Linked DNA regions of Sus scrofa: region 1 is linked to region 2. A link is a contact called in public Hi-C data. All regions are on one chromosome and are shown on one strand. Each heading gives the region's core, a stretch centred on a gene start, on an enhancer-like site or on the middle of the called end of the contact. The rest is flanking DNA. Distances are from core to core; before and after follow the strand shown.

Region 1 (4,790 bases), core at 522-3,021, 110 kb before region 2:
AAGAAACTATTGCCTAATCCAATGCTATGAAGATATACACAGATGAATTTTTTTTCTAAGTTGTAGAGTTTTAGCTTTTACATTTAGGTCATCAATCCATTTTGCGTTAATATGTGTATGATGTGAAGTGAAGACCCAACATTGTTTTTGTGTGTGAGGATATTCAGTTGTCCTGGCACCATTTGTTGAAAAGACTATTCTTTTTCTATTGAATATCTTGGTACCCTTGTCAACTGACAACTGCCGGGCCTGGTGAGTGCTGTGGGAGAGTCTGTAGTGGCTGTAAGATCTATTGGGATTCTCAGCAGTACCTCTCAGTCCAATGGCTAAGGACAAGGGAAGGCAGTAGTAGTGTCAGGAGGTGGTGTTTTGTTAGGCTGCCCCTTTCTTAATTCTTTGGTTGAAGAGAGCAAGTTTTTGTTGGCATTTCTTTTTGTCTGTGCCTGTTGGTGTTCTGAGGTTTCTGGCTTATTCACCTACAGTTCTGGAATATATAAAGCATAAGAAAACCAAGGGAACTTACACCTATATCTTCTTTGGGTCTCTGGGTCTCTAAGCTTCTTCCTTTCTCACTCCACCTTTCAGAAAACAGACAACTCCCCCCCCCAAAAAAAAACCCACACACAATATAAGAAACAATTCTAAAAATATCAGTAATCAAAATAATGTCAGTGGATTAAACTCACTAGTACAAAAAGAACTACAAATCAGTCTCAAACTTTAATCAGTAGGTTTATTAGTAAAGGCAGAAACGAGCATTGCTGAGGATGTTCTTGCTGCATTTTCCTCTTGAAAAAAGATGATACAGTGGATTCTGAAACAAAAAAATTGAAACATTGAAATGACTGATTTGCATGCATAAATGTGGGTCAGACAAAATAATTGCAGCATGAGTAGTTTAAAAGATAAAATTGTCCACCTGTCTCCGTTGGTTATCTCTACATTTATCTCCCCTCTTTCCCTACAGGCACCAGAAAATGTCCCCTGAATCAAGTCCAGTGGGTAACTGGCAATCGGAGGATTTGATTCTAGGAAGCAGAAACAATAGGCAAGAGAGAGTTATGAGCCCTGAGAAGTTTCAGGGTGCACTTCACTCCTTGGCTTCTTGTTTTTTTTTTTTTGGCATTTTTCTTTTCTTCCAGCTTTATTGAGATATAATTGACATACTGTATAAGTTCAATGTGTACAGAATAATGATTTGACTTACATAAAGAAATAGAAAAAATGCTTTTTTTCCTCTGCTATGAGAACTCTTCGGATTTACTCCTTTAACAACTTTCACATATGATGTATAGCAGTATTAATTATATTTCTTATGTTGTACATTATATCCCTAGTACTTACTTATTTTATAACTGGAAGTTTGTAGCTTTTGACTACTTTCATCGAACTTACCCTCCCAATCCCCTGCCCCCGGTGACCTCAAACTGACCACTCTTACAAAATATATATATATATATTTATTTATTTATTTTTGCTTTTTAGGACTGAACCTACAGCATATGGAAGGCTGGGGGTTGAATCAGAGCTGTAGCTGCCGGCCTATGCCACAGCCACAACAATGCAGGATCCGAGTCATGTCTGTGACCTACACCACAGCTCATGGCAATGCTGGATACTTAACCCACTGAGCAAGGCCAGAGATGGAACCAAGTTTCTATAAATGGCTTCTGTTAGTGGGGTTGGGAAGGGACAATAATATTCTAGCCTAGGAGTCTAAGTCAAACCCAGGGTAGGTCTGCATTTTATTTTCCTCATGAAAGTTCATTTTCTTCTGTTACCACAGACACTGTTTATAGTACAAAGAGTAATGTCATTTACTTTACCATTGATGCCAAAATCTAAGGTTGCTAAATCATAGATACTTATCAAGCAAATCCAATACATTTAAAGAGAATCAACATTTCCTCATAGTCCAATTCGTAATATAAATTGCTTGAGGACTTTGAGAATAAGTTAGAAAGAAGCCACCTTTTTCTAGGGTCAAGCTCTGAAATTAGGTTTCAAGGTAGGGAAGATAACTATATTAAATTAACATCTGGGGCTTATATGTAATCACTACCTGTTAGTCATAGTTAATGTGAAGAGCAGAAATGGTAACTTTTCCCATCTTTTTATGTGCTTGTAAACTGCACTGCAAAAGTGACCATCCTAGCAATCAATGCATGTTTTCCATCAGATTAGCATTAGCACCTGTCCCATCCCCTCAGGGAATTAGATTCATCTTTTGCATTTGCACTCACGATTTTGGTGACCTTGGTCTTTAAAATTTTTTGAGGACACTGGAGTTCCTGTCATGTCTCAGTGGTTAACGAATCCGACTAGGAACCATGAGATTGCAGGTTCGATCCCTGGCCTTGCTCAGTGGGTTAACGATGTGGCGTTGCCGTGAGCTGTGGTGTAGGTTGCAGACTCAGCAGCATTGCTGTGGCTCCATGTGGGCCAGCAGCTGTAGCTCTGATTAGACCCCTAGCCTGGGAACCTCCATGTGCCGCTGCTGTGGTCCCAGAAAAAGACAAAAAAAAAAAAATTTTTTTTTGAAAACACTAAATTAAAAATGCTTGAAAATCTATGTGATTTAACATTCAGTTTAGATTTTCTCACATACACCATTGAATGAAATATTAGCCTCATACTTCATATTAGCCCACTTATCTTTTCCTATGCATGTGAAGCTTAAATCTGCAGTCAATAATGTGGGAAATGTCTATTGTTTTTCTAGGACTACCGATAGATGGACTTTCTCACTATTGGCAACCAAGAAGATATATTTATCTGAAAACTGCCTGGGGATAAGAGTGAAACATTTAGCTAAATATTTTTTAAAGGAGAGCTACTTAAGGGTCAGTTTTAGAGTTCTATCAGAACCATCTCAGTCACATTGTTTCAGAGCCCATAAGCCTGATCTCCTCAGCTCTGAACTCAATATACATATAAGCATAGGTGGCATCATAGAGCTAAAAAAGTGGCTTCGAGGGCAAACAATTCAACACCTACATTTTTCGGATACTTTGGAACTTAACTGATTTCAGTCAGCCTATGAGGTCCACATTAATAATTTCAACCAAATCTATTGTTGATTTATGTCAGTCACTGCTAGGTAACATTTCATAGCAATAGCATTTTTAAGGCCTAGGAAAGACAAGATAATATCCTAGGGAAACTCAGTTCTCTTTATTTAAAGATTTTTTTTCTTTTTTCTTTTTATGGCCTTACCTGCAGCACATGGAACTTCCCAGGCCACGGGTCAAATTGGAGCTGTAGCTGCAGGCCTATGCCACAGCCATAGCAACACTGGATCCCAGCTGCATCTTCGACCTAGACTGCAGCTTGCAGTAACACCAGATCCTTAACTCACTGAGCGAGGCCCAGGATCGAACCCACATCCTGGTGGAGACCACATTGGGTCCTTAACCGGCTAAGCCACACAGGAACTCCCTAGTTCTCTTTAGATGTAAAAATTCTGTACCCTTGCTTGTTTACATAGAAAATATTTTGCAGTGAAAGACTTTTATACTCCCTCCTCTGTACAAACACAATCTAGCCCTTGTAAACTGGGTTGTTTGTGGCTTATCATATGCCAGTTTTGTTTTCTTTTTTATGGGTTCTTATGCATAGTTACAATTTCTGCAGTGTCTTTTACCCTCATGTTCATGTTATAGTTCTATAAATTTCCAAGGCTCAACTTAGGGGTGACCTGTTCCACAAGGGCTTCTCCAATCTTGCAGTCAGAAATGAAGCCTCTATGTCTTGAATCTGTTGTCTGTCTTTTGGATTTTCTAATTAGACATCACGTCCAACCTATAATGCAGTTATTTTTGTATGTAGTTTTTTATACTCCAGTATTGAACTATCAATGGCTTGAAGACAGTTATTGCATTCCACTATTTTTCCAGTGTGTCTAGCACAATGTTGTTATTAGGCGTTTAATGAATGTATGCTGAAGAGAAATACTTCTGAAATGTCAAATAGTAAACTGTTGATTGGAAGTAAACTCGTAAACGCAGCACAAATTGTAACTATAAACAAGTAGATAATTTTATGGAGGAAGTTGGACCGTTTGTAGGTTGCTAAATTGTACTTTAATTTCTTGGTCATACATATCTGTACTCAAGGAAATCATAACACACATTTTATTCTAGTATACTTCTGAAGTGCTTTTTCTTTCCTTGGTCTTTCCTTTTTATTTTCACATTTGAATGTCTTCATACCTGTCTCTCAAGAGAGGAAGTATCATTATCCCCATTTTATAGATGAGGATAGTGACATGGACAAAGGTGGCCACTTGGGATCATACAGTGACTAAGTAAAGGGCTCTTCACAACTCTCTAAAAGCTCTTTTATTGCCATTCTCTAAACAGTTTCTCACAACTACCCTCTTTTATACTTGATCTGAGACTTCTCATTTTTCATAAATGTTTGGATGGAAGAGTCATATATTTAAGGTATTTCACAGAGATGCATCACACACACACTCTCACACACACAAATACTCAACAGTTTCCACCTTGGAGCAATTCAAATGCCTTACTGATTTCTTTCAAAAGGCAACTTATGGATTATAAGTATATCTATGTTGATTTTGTTTCAAGTAGTCTCCAGCTTTAACTGTGTAGAAGGAAATGTCACTTATAACAAGACTTGAAAAAAAATCAAAACTAACCAAAGAATCAAATGAACTGTTTGTATATAAAATTGGCAAAAACATTCATGGGGAATAGTAAACGATTTACCTTTTGATTCTTTTCCTAATCATCAAAAGCAAGGTATTTTATTCCATAGCAGGATCC
Region 2 (5,025 bases), core at 359-2,858:
TGTATTGTACAACACAGGGAATATAGCCAATATTTTGTAATAACTGTTAACAGAAAGTAATCTTGAAAAAGTGCGTACAAAGTCTTTAAAGTTAATTGTTAATGATGAAAATACCTATGTCCTTGATTCTTCCAAATACTGGGTTGTGGATGCAAAGTTCAAGAGAGAAGCCAGCCAATGCTAAATCTGAAACAGGCTGTAGACTCAGACTGTTACTGAACCTTGAGCCTGCAATAGCTCTACAACTCTAATAACTGAATGTGGTCTTTATATTTTCCCAGAATCTGAAACGTGTCTTCTGCAAGAGAATTATCCTGAGGTTGATACTCAAAGTAGTACCATAAAAAGTATGTGGAATTCTAACCGTGGTTCATAAAGAGCAAGATTTTTTAAATTCTCATTTCATAAACAGGGAAAGTGTTAAATAAGAAGACAGTTCCAACTGCACATCAAATGGTGGGACTGATTGGAGAAGCTATGGAAGCAGATGCCCTATTTAGAGACCCAAATGTGTTTCATAGTTTAGCGGGTTAACACGGCAGGGAAAATGGATTTTTTTTGCCTTAGTACTTTTCCTCTTTAAGACTCAAATCTCCTTTTAAGCAGTACATTATTCTATAGCCCCCCAAAGTAAATTAATGTATAACTATATAATGTATTCATGTTTAAAAGCAGAGGGTGGTGGTCACAAAGTCCACTGCAAATTTCCTGTTGGCTTTAATTCCTCCACAGAACACCAGTTTATCAAATTTCAAGACAATCTATTGGTTCTTGATCTTAGAGGGTCCTGAAGCTTTGAGAAGGGAGTAACAGGGATGCAGAGCTAGTTAGGGTATTAAACAAGCATGTGTCTTTTCTTAACAAGACTGTAGAGGTGAACTAAGAGGTCAGATTGCTTTTCTTTTGGTTGGGCTGTATATACGTAGTGTGGTGACATTAGATATTTTATGCTGATGAGAAGCTGGGTGACAATATGTGGTTTTGATTAGTAATAATTGCTTTAAAATTATGTTTGGTAGACAAACTGTCTTAAAAACCTAACGTTCATGAGGGGGTTATAATAATGAAAGGCAGAACAGATTGTGAATCATTAAAGAAACACTAAAACTAGGAAGGAGACCTATGATCAGATCAACCAGTGTTTGGTGGTAAATAATTCCAGCAGCAATTCTCAGTCACTATTGGATTAGCATGCATCACCTCTAAATACTTCAAAGGGAATAATTTATTTTTTTTTATAATTTTTTTTTGTTTTCCCACTGTACAGCAAGGGGGTCAGGTTATCCTTACATGTATACATTACAATTACATTTTTCCCCCACCCTTTCTTCTGTTGCAACATGAGTATTTAGACAAAGTTCTCAATGCTATTCAGCAGGATCTCCTTGTAAATCTATTCTAAGTTGTGTCTGATAAGCCCAAGCTCCCGATTCCTCCCACTCCCTCCCCCTCCCATCATAATTTATTTTCGAAATATCTATTGGGACCTAGGTGACAAGTCCTGTGCTAGGTGCTTGGGAGAAAAAGAAGAGTAAGGCCAAGGTCCTGTGCTTGACCTTGAGATCAGTCTTTGCCCTGCTCTGTGTCCTCAGGAGGCTGATCCCAACAGCAGGAACAATAACTCTCCCTGGCCTCTGGAATCTCTCTGGTTCAAGTCAAAGAAGTCACTATCACTGGCAGAAGATCAGGGGCAGGAGGAGAGTTGAGCTGTTTATCTCCTGACTTCCTCATGACTCACCCTAGTTTGGCAGGTACTGTTGCCTCCTGTGAGGCAGCCCCTCTTCTATGGTTCTAGCTCTTTCTAGATTCTGGTAATTCTTGCCTTTTAGCCAAGATGTGATAACAGCTTCCCACACTAATAAGACCTTGGACACTCTGTCATCCAATTTTGAGTGACTCAGCCTGCCTACATCTCTGGGAAAACCCCTATTAAATGTTCTTCAATTAAACTCTGATTTGAGGGAGTCTTCTGTTTCCTGCCATTTGATTAAGTCTATAGGATCCTGACTGACATAGGTCCTGCCCCCAAGTTGTTCACCAGAGAAGTCAATGAGCAATGACCATTCAGTGTGAGTGTGACTGTGATGAAATTCTAGGGTTTCTGGTTTAATTGGGTTTAAGTTCACCAACAAATGGAACAAAGAACAGAATATAAAATGAAAATTATAGCAGCCACCAGTGTAAACACTTAGAGATCACTGAACTAAACTATTATTTCAATCTACATATATTCATTGAGAATCTATTACAGGTGAGAGATTGTTGGGCTGGGGGAAAAATGGAAGAACATAAAATGTGAGAATGGGATCAATTCAGTGGGATGAATAACTGGTAAATGTAAATAAAATATAAAAGAAAGAGTTGGAGTCATAGCGGGGAGATAAGCATTTTCCCCAATAACTTCTTCAGTTTATGAAATGATTTGTAGACAAGTATTTACATGCTGATTAACAGGTCATTTTCTGTACGTTCTCTTATTCCTGAAGCAGTTCCTAGGTTGGGCGTGGTAAATGTGCTTTATACAAATTGCACAGTCAGTCTAGCGTTTCATTTTGTCTTCATCGAGCACAAAATGTTCAGCTATTGCTTCAATTTCCTCAACTCTGCTGCAAGAGAGAAGTGAACAAGGCAGCTGAAAAAGTATCACAAGGCACACGGAGAAAGGAGCAATGATTTCCAATTTCCTCTCCTATTTTAACTGTGAACTTGCTCATATCTCTTTGGCCTGGCTAAACACTGCCATCTCCAGCATCTTTCTATATACTGTGGAGGAAACCAGTCCTCATGGCATCAAGAACCTTTCAAATATGCATTTATTTAAGAAACACTATTGTCCCTCTGTTCTTGTTACCTCTCTGCCAGCAGCTGGAGATAGATGGAGAGACTTGTGAGGAAACAAACACGTAAACAGTGTATGACAATCAAACACAATGACTGACTCACACCCAGGTTGGTTTTTTAAAATTTAATTCAACTATTTTAATTAAAATATAGTTGATTTATAATGTTGTGCCAATTTCCGCTTTACAGCAAAGCGACCCAGTCATACATATAGACATTCTTTTTCTCATATATATTTTTTTGTCTTTTGTCCTTTTGGGGCCACACTCGCAGCATATGGAGGTTCCCAGGTTAGGGGTTGAATTGGAGCTGTAGCTGCTGGCCTACGCCAGAGCCACAGCAATGCCAGATCCAAGCCGCGTCTACAACCTAGACGACAGCTCACGGTAACACCGGATCCTTAACCCACTGAGCAAGGCCAGGGATCAAACCGGCAACCTCATGGTTCCTAAATGGATTCGTTTCTATGGTGCCACGACAGGAACTCCCTTTTTCTCATGTTATCGTCTATCACGTTCTATCCCAGGCGACTGGATATAGTTCCCCGTGCTACATAGTGGGATCTCATTGCTTATCCATTCTAAAAGTAATAGTTTGTATATACCAACCCTAAACTCCCAGTCCATCCCACTCCCTCCCCTTTCCCCTTGGCAACCACAAGTCTGTTCTCCATGTCTGTGAGTCTGTTTCTGTCTTGTAGATAGGTTCATTTGTGCCATATTTTAAAATTCCACGTATTAGTGATATCATATGGTATTTGTCATTTTTTTCTGACTGACTTCACTTAGTATGAGACTCTCTAGTTGCATCCATGTTGCTGCAAATGCCTTTATTTCATTCTTTTTAAATGATTGAGTATACATGTATGTGTGACTGGGTCACCTTGCTGTATAGTGGAGAATTGACAGAACACTATAATGGAAAAAAATAAAAATCATTATAAAAAATTAAATGGCTGAGTAGTATTCCATTGTATATATGTACCACATCTTAATCCATTCATCTGTCAATGGACACTTAAGTTGTTTCCATGTCTTGGCTATTGTGAATAGTGCTGTGCTGAACATAGGGGTGCATATATCTTTTTTTAAAACTTTTTTATTATAGTTGATTTACAATGTTCTGTCAAATTCTGCTGTACAGTAGAGTGACTCAGTCATACATATATATACATTCTCTTCCTCACATTATCCTCCATCAAGTTCCATCACAAGTGACTAGATATGGTTCCCTGTGCTATACACCAGGATCTCATTGCATATCCACTCCAAATGCAATAGTTTGCATCTGCTAACCCCAAACTACCAGTCCATCCCACTCCCTTCCTGTCCCCCTTATCAGCCACAAGTCTGTTCTCCATGTCCATGAATTTGTTTGTTTTCTATAGATAGGTTCGTTTGTGCCATATATTGGATTCCAGATATAAGTGATATCATATGGTATTTGTCATTCTTTTTCTGACTGACTTCACTTAGTATGAGAGTCTCTAGTTCCATCTACGTTGCTGCAAATGCCTTCATTTCATTATTTTTTATGGCTGAGTAGTATTCCATTGTGTATATGTATCACATCTTCTTAATCCATTCACCTGTTGATGGATATTTAGGTTGTTTCCATGTCTTGGCTATTGTGAATAGTGCTGTGATGAACATAGGGGTGCATGTGTCTTTTTGAATGAATGTTTTGTCCAGATATGTTCTCAGGAGTGGGATTGCTAGACAATATGGTAGCTCTATATTTAGTTTTCTGAAGAACCCCCGTACTGTTTTCCATTGTACTTGTAGGTTGTTGAGAGAGCAGAGAGGTGCTGAGATTAGAGGAGATGCTCTTGAGGAGTGAAGACTAAACTGAACCCTAAAGGAGAAGCAGGAATTTGCTAAAATAAGAGAGCAGGATGGGAGAATATTTGAAGAGGAACAGCAAGTAAGGAAGAAAAAGAAATCCAAGCATGGTGGGTACAGTAGAAACACAAGCATTTAAGTGTTGTCTGAGTGTGTTGAGAAGTCAGGTGATAGGCCAAAAGCCCATCACGAAGGGCCTTTGATTCATGTTCTGATCCTGGAGGCAAAGTAGAGCTCCTGAATAATTTTTAAGTAAAGGACAGGCATGGTCAGATTTGCTTCTCGGATGGCTCACTCTGGAGACTGTGGGGAAGATAATTCTGAGGGGATTAAGACAAGAGGC

What was found. Hi-C and Micro-C count contacts between places; a contact is called where the count stands out from the background.
Region 1: a Hi-C map of liver shows a contact between it and region 2, with 3 times the contacts expected there. The contact joins two enhancer-like sites. A contact is called at or near these places in 2 of 5 promoter capture datasets (both in liver) and 5 of 47 Hi-C or Micro-C datasets (fetal liver, liver and skeletal muscle).

Annotation. Positions count from the first base shown.
Region 1 is chr8:121,161,987-121,166,776 of Sscrofa11.1, reverse strand. All of the region lies in intron 3 of C8H4orf17, which reads left to right. It overlaps LOC110262185 (a long non-coding RNA gene), which reads right to left. Exons shown (of 2, transcript XR_002346859.1): 1 at 4,734-4,790; 2 at 714-814. Among named protein-coding and RNA genes, the nearest start is that of ADH4, 61 kb to the left of the region's middle. Within about 2 kb of position 1,771, at least 2 of the 83 cell types and tissues checked have an H3K27ac peak or open chromatin away from gene starts, as enhancers often do. A contact at or near this core is called in liver, where this site is marked.
Region 2 is chr8:121,047,079-121,052,103 of Sscrofa11.1, reverse strand. The region is part of intron 4 of C8H4orf17; the gene reads left to right. Among named protein-coding and RNA genes, the nearest start is that of ADH1C, 40 kb to the left of the region's middle. Within about 2 kb of position 1,608, at least 15 of the 83 cell types and tissues checked have an H3K27ac peak or open chromatin away from gene starts, as enhancers often do. A contact at or near this core is called in liver, where this site is marked.